2 separate regions of the Mus musculus genome follow, and region 1 is linked to region 2. A link is a contact called in public Hi-C data. All regions are on one chromosome and are shown on one strand. Each heading gives the region's core, a stretch centred on a gene start, on an enhancer-like site or on the middle of the called end of the contact. The rest is flanking DNA. Distances are from core to core; before and after follow the strand shown.

Evidence for each region. Hi-C and Micro-C count contacts between places; a contact is called where the count stands out from the background.
Region 1: a Hi-C map of uterus shows a contact between it and region 2, with 3 times the contacts expected there. The contact joins two enhancer-like sites. A contact is called at or near these places in 4 of 484 Hi-C or Micro-C datasets (cerebellar granule neurons, cranial neural crest and uterus) and 1 of 9 other capture datasets (embryonic stem cells).

Annotation. Positions count from the first base shown.
Region 1 is chr16:74,090,828-74,095,206 of GRCm38.p6, forward strand. All of the region lies in intron 2 of Robo2 (roundabout guidance receptor 2), which reads right to left. Among named protein-coding and RNA genes, the nearest start is that of Gm22163, 34 kb to the left of the region's middle. Within about 2 kb of position 2,869, at least 37 of the 459 cell types and tissues checked have an H3K27ac peak or open chromatin away from gene starts, as enhancers often do. A contact at or near this core is called in uterus, where this site is marked.
Region 2 is chr16:73,005,255-73,009,989 of GRCm38.p6, forward strand. It overlaps Robo1 (roundabout guidance receptor 1), which reads left to right. Exons shown (of 29, transcript NM_019413.2): 22 at 1,570-1,677; 23 at 4,358-4,502. Among named protein-coding and RNA genes, the nearest start is that of Gm52247, 48 kb to the left of the region's middle. Within about 2 kb of position 2,262, at least 20 of the 459 cell types and tissues checked have an H3K27ac peak or open chromatin away from gene starts, as enhancers often do. A contact at or near this core is called in uterus, where this site is marked.

The DNA.
Region 1 (4,379 bases), core at 1,619-4,118, 1.1 Mb after region 2:
GTGTTTGCCTGAGAATCACTTCCTAGACAAGTTGAATCAAAGCCTTCATGCTTCTCCAGTATAATAATAAAATCACTTTATAGAGCCCTGGTTCTCAGCTCTTTTAATGCTGCAAGTCTTGAATACAGTTCCTCATTTGGTGGTGACGACCAAAACCAAAATTTTTTTGTTGCTACTTCGTAACTGTAGTTTCCATACTCTTATGGATCCTAAGATAAATATCTAATTTCTATTGTTATGAATCCTACTGGAAATGTCCAGTATGCCGGATATGTAATATGCTACCATTGTGGGAGTGGTCACAACTCACTACCTGAAGATTTCTGTTATAGACTTATTTGTTTTTATTTCATTTTAATCAAATATCCATTTATGGGTCATAATACTTTGTAGTACATTCTACTGTATCTCAAAGTTTAAGTCTCCAATGTTCAAAGCCATATGAATTTACCTTTTATTTTTAGTGTCACATTCAACAGACACATAACACTTTCTGTGCTGCATAAAGAATTCTGCTGAAGGAGGCAGGAACAATATACTGGAAATTAAAGTGCTTGTAAACTGGAGCTCAATTTCCCATGAATCTTATCATACCGTAATTTTACTATTTATGCCTTTGTAATTTTAAATCTTCATAGAAAGCATGCTCCCATGTTCATTTTTTTTCCAGAAATTACCCTGTTTATCACATGGGAATATGCACAGACACCAGTGTTCACTGAGGGTTTTAAGCCTTGATTTTCTCATTTCTACCAATTCATGCATGTATCTCTATTAAGGTAAATAAATAAATGAGATATGCGGGTGAAATATTTTTCTGTGTTCTACGTGTAATAGTCATTAGTTACAGTATTTATTATTATTCTATAAGACTTGCCACTTTATTTCTGTAAACTGACATGATAGAAGATTTTTATAGTAGAATTTTCCAGAAAGCATAAATAGAAGTTTATGATTTGGGACAAATGTATTTCCCTATCACAGAGAAAACACCAGGGTAAGATTTTGTGAGTAGGCATGGGACTGCTTCCACAATCCTTCCATGAGGATGTACAGAATTTGGAGAGTGGGTCCACTTCTATTTAAAGCCACACAGCCTAACTTGTTTCTTTAATGACAGCCCCATCAAACAAAGTACTGGTTCTTTCTTCCTCCTGTATTCTTTCTCTATAAGAAGTTCTCCTTCTCATTCCTGTTTAAGTGTTAGGGCCAACCTCAGCCAGACTCCACTGATTCCTTCTGGATTTCCTGTTAGGCCAGGAAAGAATTTATTTACTAACTTTTAAGGTTTTATAATGTCTTGATCCTCCAGAGGGGAACAAATAAATAGGTCTCTTGTCCATTGGTCAAACACACGTTGGTGACATTGGTGTTTAATTAATAACTTAGTACAGGAAGGATCTTGATACACTTACTCTGTATAGGTTACTGAGGTTTTGAAAGATCATAAAATTATGACCTGAAGTATCTTCAAATGGACATTTATGCTTGACATGCCTATGGAAGGAGTCTCTTCAATACTGTCAACCCATCTTTCAACATCACACTGCCATGTGGGTCCCCCTCAAAAGAAGTTTCTGAATTTTGATTAGGATATTTTCTTTGTTAAGGAATTAATCTAATGTTACCATGGATACAAGAAAGAAAACAACAGCAACAAAACAAATATTCTTCATTATGCACATTCCCTCCACCCCAGAAATTACTTAGTACAAAAACCAATGTAACTCATCATTTCGAGGATTGAGAAGAATAATTTTCCTAACTATGCATTAATGTTGTCAGCATTTATTATCATTTTATTTTAGTTATGTTGTTTTCATTGCCCTTAATCCTCCCTATTCATTACATTCTTTTTATTTTAGGTTTAAGTCATAAATTCAGTGTCCCTTAAACAAAGTGAAGATGCCAAAGAAATGAATTCGTTCTTCCAACTGCCTCAACTGACCTCAGCCTGAATATGTACCTCGCAAGCTCATTACACTTGCTTCCCTCCTGGTGAACAGCAGTGGGCTATGCATGGAGCTAAGCACCAGCAAGTGATATTCAAGTTTACATTTTTTTCTGTTATTGAGAGGGACTATCAAATCCCTTTTGCTCTTTCCCAAACCAAACAGTATCTACCTCTACCTCTACTCTCAATAGCCGGAGCTCTTGACACATCCTGATTAGACTTCTCAGGCCAGGGCACAGGGCAACTAATAATTCTTATTCTTTACCATGGTTCTTCTCTTACACACACACCAGCAAATTAATCGTTTTAAAACACATACATACTTATGCCACCCTTAACACTGCCAGGACAGTGCTCCATGTTGCTTGTGATAATTTTCACTCAAAAGTGGCCCCTCATCTACCTGCTCAGACTGAACTCCCTCCTCTCGGGAGCTGTCAGCAGTTTTGAAGCTTTAGTTTTGTATCCCGTACATCTAAGGCAAAGTTGTCTAAGGCAGAGCTGAACATTCCGTCTTCCCTCCACTCCACCACTGTTTGTTTCTCTAAATCAGCACTTTTAAACATCTGACACTAATTACTGTAATGCAAAACACATGCTGTGAGCATTCCTAGATGGCCTTGGCGCTAACAATTCTCTCTCATTAGAAGATTGCAAATGGGATGACCGGATCTTGATTTTTATCTAGAAAATACAGTCTACGTACCTCTGAGCATGTCCTACTAGATAGGGAGCTCCCTGAAACCAAGGGTGGGGCCCTCATGTCCATGAGCAAACACATCTTCATTGTTCCATTAAATCAGACTGGAAAAGGGGACTCTTTATTTGTACAAACTGGCTATAAAAGGAGCCACATGTAAAAGATTAGCTGAGACCTCAACCCTGTCTGGAAATCTGTTCCCTTTCAGCACATTTCACTGTTCTTCTACTAAACAATGTGAGCTAGTGTGCCTATTTAAAGGGGTGGGGAGGGGGGAGAAATGTGACTGTGAGAATAAAACCAAACAAACACATTGTGAGGTGCAGATGACAAAGACCAAAGATATTTCTTACTCATGGGCCACTGTCTACATCCTGCAACAGTCTCCCTGTGCCTAAATCACCTTCGCCCCTGTTTCTAGCTGGAATCCTCAACTCCACTCAAGCATTTTCCTGCAACATTTTTTCCCTTCTCTGTTGTGTGTTAGATGACTCCCGTAAGCATATTGGCAAGCTTTATGAGCCTCATTTAAGATGAAACCAAATCCATGTTATTGTCCTCCTGTCCCTTTCCAGATAATCTCTCTTTGTTCCCTGGCCTACAGGAAACTAGAAATGCTATTATTGCTTGCTATCTCTAATTTTTCGTTTCTATTTTCTCTTAAACCTTGGGTAATAAAGACTTTCCCCTTTCTACTCCAACAAAATTGCCTTCATAACAGAGTCCAGAGGTCTCCATATTACTGTTTCCAGTGGTCATTTCATATTGGTAGCATCTGATGAACTGGAACTTGAAATATACACTGCTCATGCCCTAAAAATGATACCTTCCTTCTATTTGGCTGCCTACCATTAATGTTTTAAATGTAGTCTTTGCTAGGTTTTCATCATATCAATGATGTAACTTTAGGATGTCTGCTTCCTGTATGTATCATCCTGTGTACTCTTATCAAATATCACAAGCTTAGTACAGATTTCCTAAGATTTCAAGTTAACTTTGTGGAAGCTCATGTCTTCTACCACCTACCTGGTGTCAATAGTGTGAAATATTAAATAAAAGATCCACACTTGACCTAGTCAAAATACCTGATAACTTTCATAGTCTTTAAATGTAGAAGATCATGAATATTTTTTCCAGCTAGACATGAACTTTTGAGTTTTTCTACTCCTTCTTTCTCAATAACTTCACATAAAATGATCCAGTGCAGATGATACTAGTTTTTAAATGTATCAGGTCTAGGCAGGTCTTACAAGATCTCCTGCCTCATGGATCAAGTGAAACCATCTCCATGTCTTGTCACCATGTTGGAAGCACTCACTTCAGTGTAGAACATGTTCTTCACAAATTCCGAATGGATTCACATTGCTAAGTGCATGTGTAGACACATTGGCTGACTTTCACTCAATTTCCTTACTCTCACTCAACTCATCCTATGCCTGAGCCCTGTCCTCATCTGCTTGGAACCATTTATCTTCCTTCTTCCATTGTCCTAGAACACTCTTTTTCCCACCCCCGCATTCATTACCAAATAGTTAAATTTAATTTTAATTCTCATCCCTAAATTTTCATCGTTTTAAGAGTGTCTTCCTTGGTGACAATATGTAAACTCTCTCTCTCTCTCTCTCCATTTCTTTCTCCATCTCTTTCTCCATCTCTATCTGTTTCTCTCTCTCTTTTCCCCCTCTCTCCCTCTCTCTCCATCTCTCTCTGTGTCTATATCTCTGT
Region 2 (4,735 bases), core at 1,012-3,511:
CGAAGAAAAATAATTAAATTAAACTTGAACTGGAGAAGTGGTTCAATTTCTTGTATCACCTCGTGTGGTTCCTATGACTGCTATAATGTATAATGCTGGGACCTAAATTTCTGTGGTTGAACTGATTGAAGTCTGTCAGTATAGAACCTAAAATAAATTGAGTTTAATATTAACTTCGAGCAGCAGAATGGTATTGTATGGCCTGGGGGGAATGTCTCTGTATTGTAATGGGTGGGTTGAAAGAGATAGGTATTTGATTGCTTTGCAGTTCTCCAGGCTACTGCCGCACTAACATGATTTGCAAAGTTATACCTCTAGGAAAAGCAAGATTGCTCTAATTTGAATAGATAGGACAATGTTGTGTGAGTACAGGGGTAAAAGACACGTTTTACCGTAAGTAATTAGAGACAAGGATTTGTTTCCTTGAGATGATACAACGCCAGATTACCAAATGGTAATTTAAGCATTTCTTTTGATTAAATCTATGCTATATGTTTTAATTTCATAATAAAGTCATCTAACCTTTTCCCAAGTTTAAGGAAGCAGTTGATTGATATAATAACCCAATTTAATGAAATTCATTAAGACTCCTGCATAAGTTCATGACAAAGACTGACACAGAAGGATAAGGGGGTTTCTATAATCATGGCTTCACTGTGATGGGTCAAAACTCCCGTCACCTTATTTGGCCACTTAGCATGCTTTCACTCTGAGCTGTGGAAAGGTCTGGAAGTCCAATATACAAAGAGTTTAGAATCTCTGCTCATTTTTACTGCGTGGAAGCACATTGAGTATGTGGAAATAGAAATAACAAAGACTCTGGAATGCAAATGGACCGGCAGATTAGTGCTGCCTCTGTGCCCTTGGCCATCTTTCCTTTTGCATTTCCCCCTCTGCTCCAGTTAGTAGAAACATCTCTGGGGCAGATCAAGATACTGTGTGTTCTTACTGGGAACGCATTTTTAATAGATACAACGTTGTTGACAAGTTTCAGTTCTCTTAGGATATAGGTGGAGTTATATGGTAGCTAATCGACTAAGTATGTTACCATTTGAATCTAGGCTGTAAAGCACAGCCCAAATGTTTAAGCAAAGAGACAGCCAAAGAGAGGATAAACATATCTCTACTCTGGACAGGGGCCGGGGGTAATGGCGGGGGAGGGAGAGAGAGAGAGAGAGAGAGAGAGAGAGAGAGAGAGAGAGAGAGAGAGAAGGAGAGAGAGAGAAGGAGAGAGAGAGAGACATTTTACTAGAATACTACTGTCCTAGACGTTCAACTGAATCAAATCCTAATGCATGTCAAACAAGCACTAGTATGAAGCTGTGCCCACAGTCCCTTTTACTATATTTAAAAACACATACATGTGTCTATGTGTCTATGTACTTCAGCTAGACGCTTTTCTCTGTCATGTTAACCTGAAGAGAAAAAAAAAAAAAAAAAAAAAACAAGAAGAAACCAGGCGAGTAGATAATCCATCTGCTTTTCTTCCGTTACTCAGAAATGTAGACCAAACACACATGAAATAACTATGAGGAAATTAACTTTTTTTTTCCTATCTGGAATATCTAGATTATCGGGCAAATGACACGATCCCTCCAACCATCCCATACAACCAGTCCTATGACCAGAACACAGGAGGGTCTTATAACAGCTCAGATCGGGGCAGTAGTACATCCGGTAAGTAAAACACACACAGGAAAGTGTCGGCCTTTTCTCTTGAAAAGAGATGATGGAGGGAGGATGGGATAGGGGGGGTTCCAGGATTGGGTGTGTGTGTGGGGGGGGCTGGTAAAGGGGATAATTCTTGAAATCTAAATAAAGAAAATATCCAATTTAAAGGGGGAGAGGGGGGCAGTGATGAGCAGAGTGCTAATCAGCTGTGTACCACAAATCATCACCTTGTATCATAGGAGTCCCAGACACAGGTCTGGTCTGCAGTCTGATGCACCACCCGCCCAATAAACTACTTCCTATCCTACTTGGCATCAAATATCAAGCGTTCTGTTTCCTTCTTTGATACTGAGATTTAGCAACGTCAAAAGGACAAAATACTTTTCCAAGGCAGTTAAACTTCTTTTCCTTCCCTTATTCAGAACACAGCCCCAAAGAGTACATATGTGATAAATTTGTTATGTTACCACTTAGTTCTCTCAAGGAGAAGAATGCCTGAGGATCGGTGATCTGGGGGTGAGGGATGGCAGAAACCTTAGTCCACATTCTCTCCGAGGTCTCCCAGTTCTTGCTGGAAAACTTATAAACTTTCCTCCCAGTATCATCCTGTCCTGCCTCAGAAGCCACAGTGAGGCTCCCTTCCCTGTGGTTCGGTGTGCGGCTGCAGCTGTCTGCCAGCTGTTTTCCTGATAGGCGCTGCAGATGGGGGTTTGCTGGTAGTTAAGTCCTGTTTTTGTAATTAAAGGCGGTTGATTATTAGAGCTAACATGTGGCAAGTCACACCACAATGAGAACGGAGCCATTGATCTTAAGTGGAGCATGTTTCTCCAGAACGGGGAAGAACAGAGCCTCCTGGCAACTGCAGGAGTTGTTGCTAGGGTCTTTGTGCCGGTGAGCTCTGTCCTCTTCTCTAATGATGCTCACATCTGCAGTTACCTCTCTTCCCTTAACAGAGGCACGGTGGTGTGGCATTCCCTAGCCTGTACTTCAAGGGTTCTTATGTGAATTACAGGAGATGATTCTTTACCATTTTAGATTTTAGTTTTTCAGATTGTACTAAATACTCTCTTTTCAAAATCCTAAATGATTTTTCCCTTTTCTTCTTCAAAGTAACGAAATTTCGTGTTTTGAACAAAATTTTATGTGTGTATTTTTTTTTTGGCGGGGGGGAGGATCATCACCAGTATTTAAGTATTTGATTATGATATGTCATTTTTGTCTTTGAACTCTTAGCTGCTTGTAGAGAAAAGCGTAGGTGATTGATTCCCCGTTGGCATCTACATCCCTCACTGGCGATGCCCGATCTTGATACTTGTGTTGTCACTGGTTATTCCACGAATGGTAAAAGGATGCTAAAACCACGTGACATCTGATGCCCGGTGGCAAAAAGCAAAACACAGGAGTGAAATTGAGGAGGGGGCTGCAGTGTCCAGCGTCACGGGGCAGATGCTGTTCTTGGGGAAAATGTACATGAGGAGAGGCAGAGGAAGACAAGGGTCAATTTTCCCTTCACGCCCCATGCCCCATAGTCCTCCTAGTACAGGCGACTGAGGACGTGAGAGAGCATGGAGATGCTGGGACTGACAGTCAGCGTTTATTGTTAGCCGTCAGCTTGCCCTTCCATCCAGTTTGATGCAATAGCAGACCAGCCCGAGAACAACTGGTATGACAAACAGTTCCTGTGACGGAGAAGTCCCAAGTGACTTAAAAACATTTTAAAGGCTCATTGAATAAGCTAAAGCCTGCTTCATCTCCCATGGGACTTGTTTCAGAGTCATAAAGAAACATTAAAGCAATTCTGGGATATTGGGGGCTCATATGAGAAAAAAAAACAATTACAGACTCTGTGTTCATAATGTACATATGGACCTGAAATATGTTAGGTAGGAGTGTTTAATTACACAATATCTTTTGACTTAAAACTCTCTAGAAGTTAGTATACATACCAGCTACCAATGTGTAAAGGATGAGTCAGTTCTAAAATCAAAAACACCATAGTAATTGAATAATTGGGCTACTCCATAGCACTAAAAAATGTTCAGGAACGTCATCTTTTTTATTATTATACGCCATAATTTTATATAAACGGGTTAAAATATGTCTTCCCATTATTTTTAATGCACTTTCTCCTTCCTTTGTCATTAAATATATTAGTTCTTCTGGCAATTTCCTCACCCCTACCTCTCTTCCCCAAGAAAATGAGAAATTTCATTGTGCCTGAAACATTCCAATGGACAAGTACAAATTATATATATTCAGTGATTTAATGCAACAGTAGACTACTAATAGATCGTATCTGTATCGCATTGTATTGTAGGATTCAGCAATTAAATATTAGAAAGGCACTCCAGAAAATATGTCCACAGCTCATTTGTTTCAGATGATAATCCATAATGCAATTAATTGCTGTAGGAAGATCACTATTAATGATACTACTTGTAAAATTCATTGAAGCTTATGTTTCATCCTGGGCTATGCACTTGGCATTGAACTTGGTAGTATTTGGCCTTTTCTCTTGTATCAACTCCTGTCTAATGAAAAAAAGTATGCACACACACACACACACACACACACACATGTGCATATGAATTATAGGATAGTAGCAGAATATATTAAACTCTTTAATAATGGAAAATAAAAGGTAAACGTCAGAAACAAAAGACATTGTATTTTATTTCTTTTCTAGGGAGTCAAGGCCACAAGAAAGGGGCACGGACACCAAAGGCACCCAAGCAGGGTGGCATGAACTGGGCAGACTTGCTGCCCCCTCCTCCGGCGCATCCTCCCCCACATAGCAACAGTGAAGAATACAACATGTCCGTAGATGAAAGGTAAGGGCATTGCCACAGTAAGAGGGCAGACAAGTCAGGGTTCGCCCAAATTGCCCAAAGAAGACTGATTTCTTGGGTTCACAAACACCAGTCTCTAAATCAAACAGCAGGTCTTAGCAGACCTCCTCAGGGAAATATGAAATATGAATTAAGGTTAAGGACACTTCCTTATAACCTGAAAATTAGGTACACAGAGTATATATGCACACATTTTCATGCAAGCTCTCCCTAGG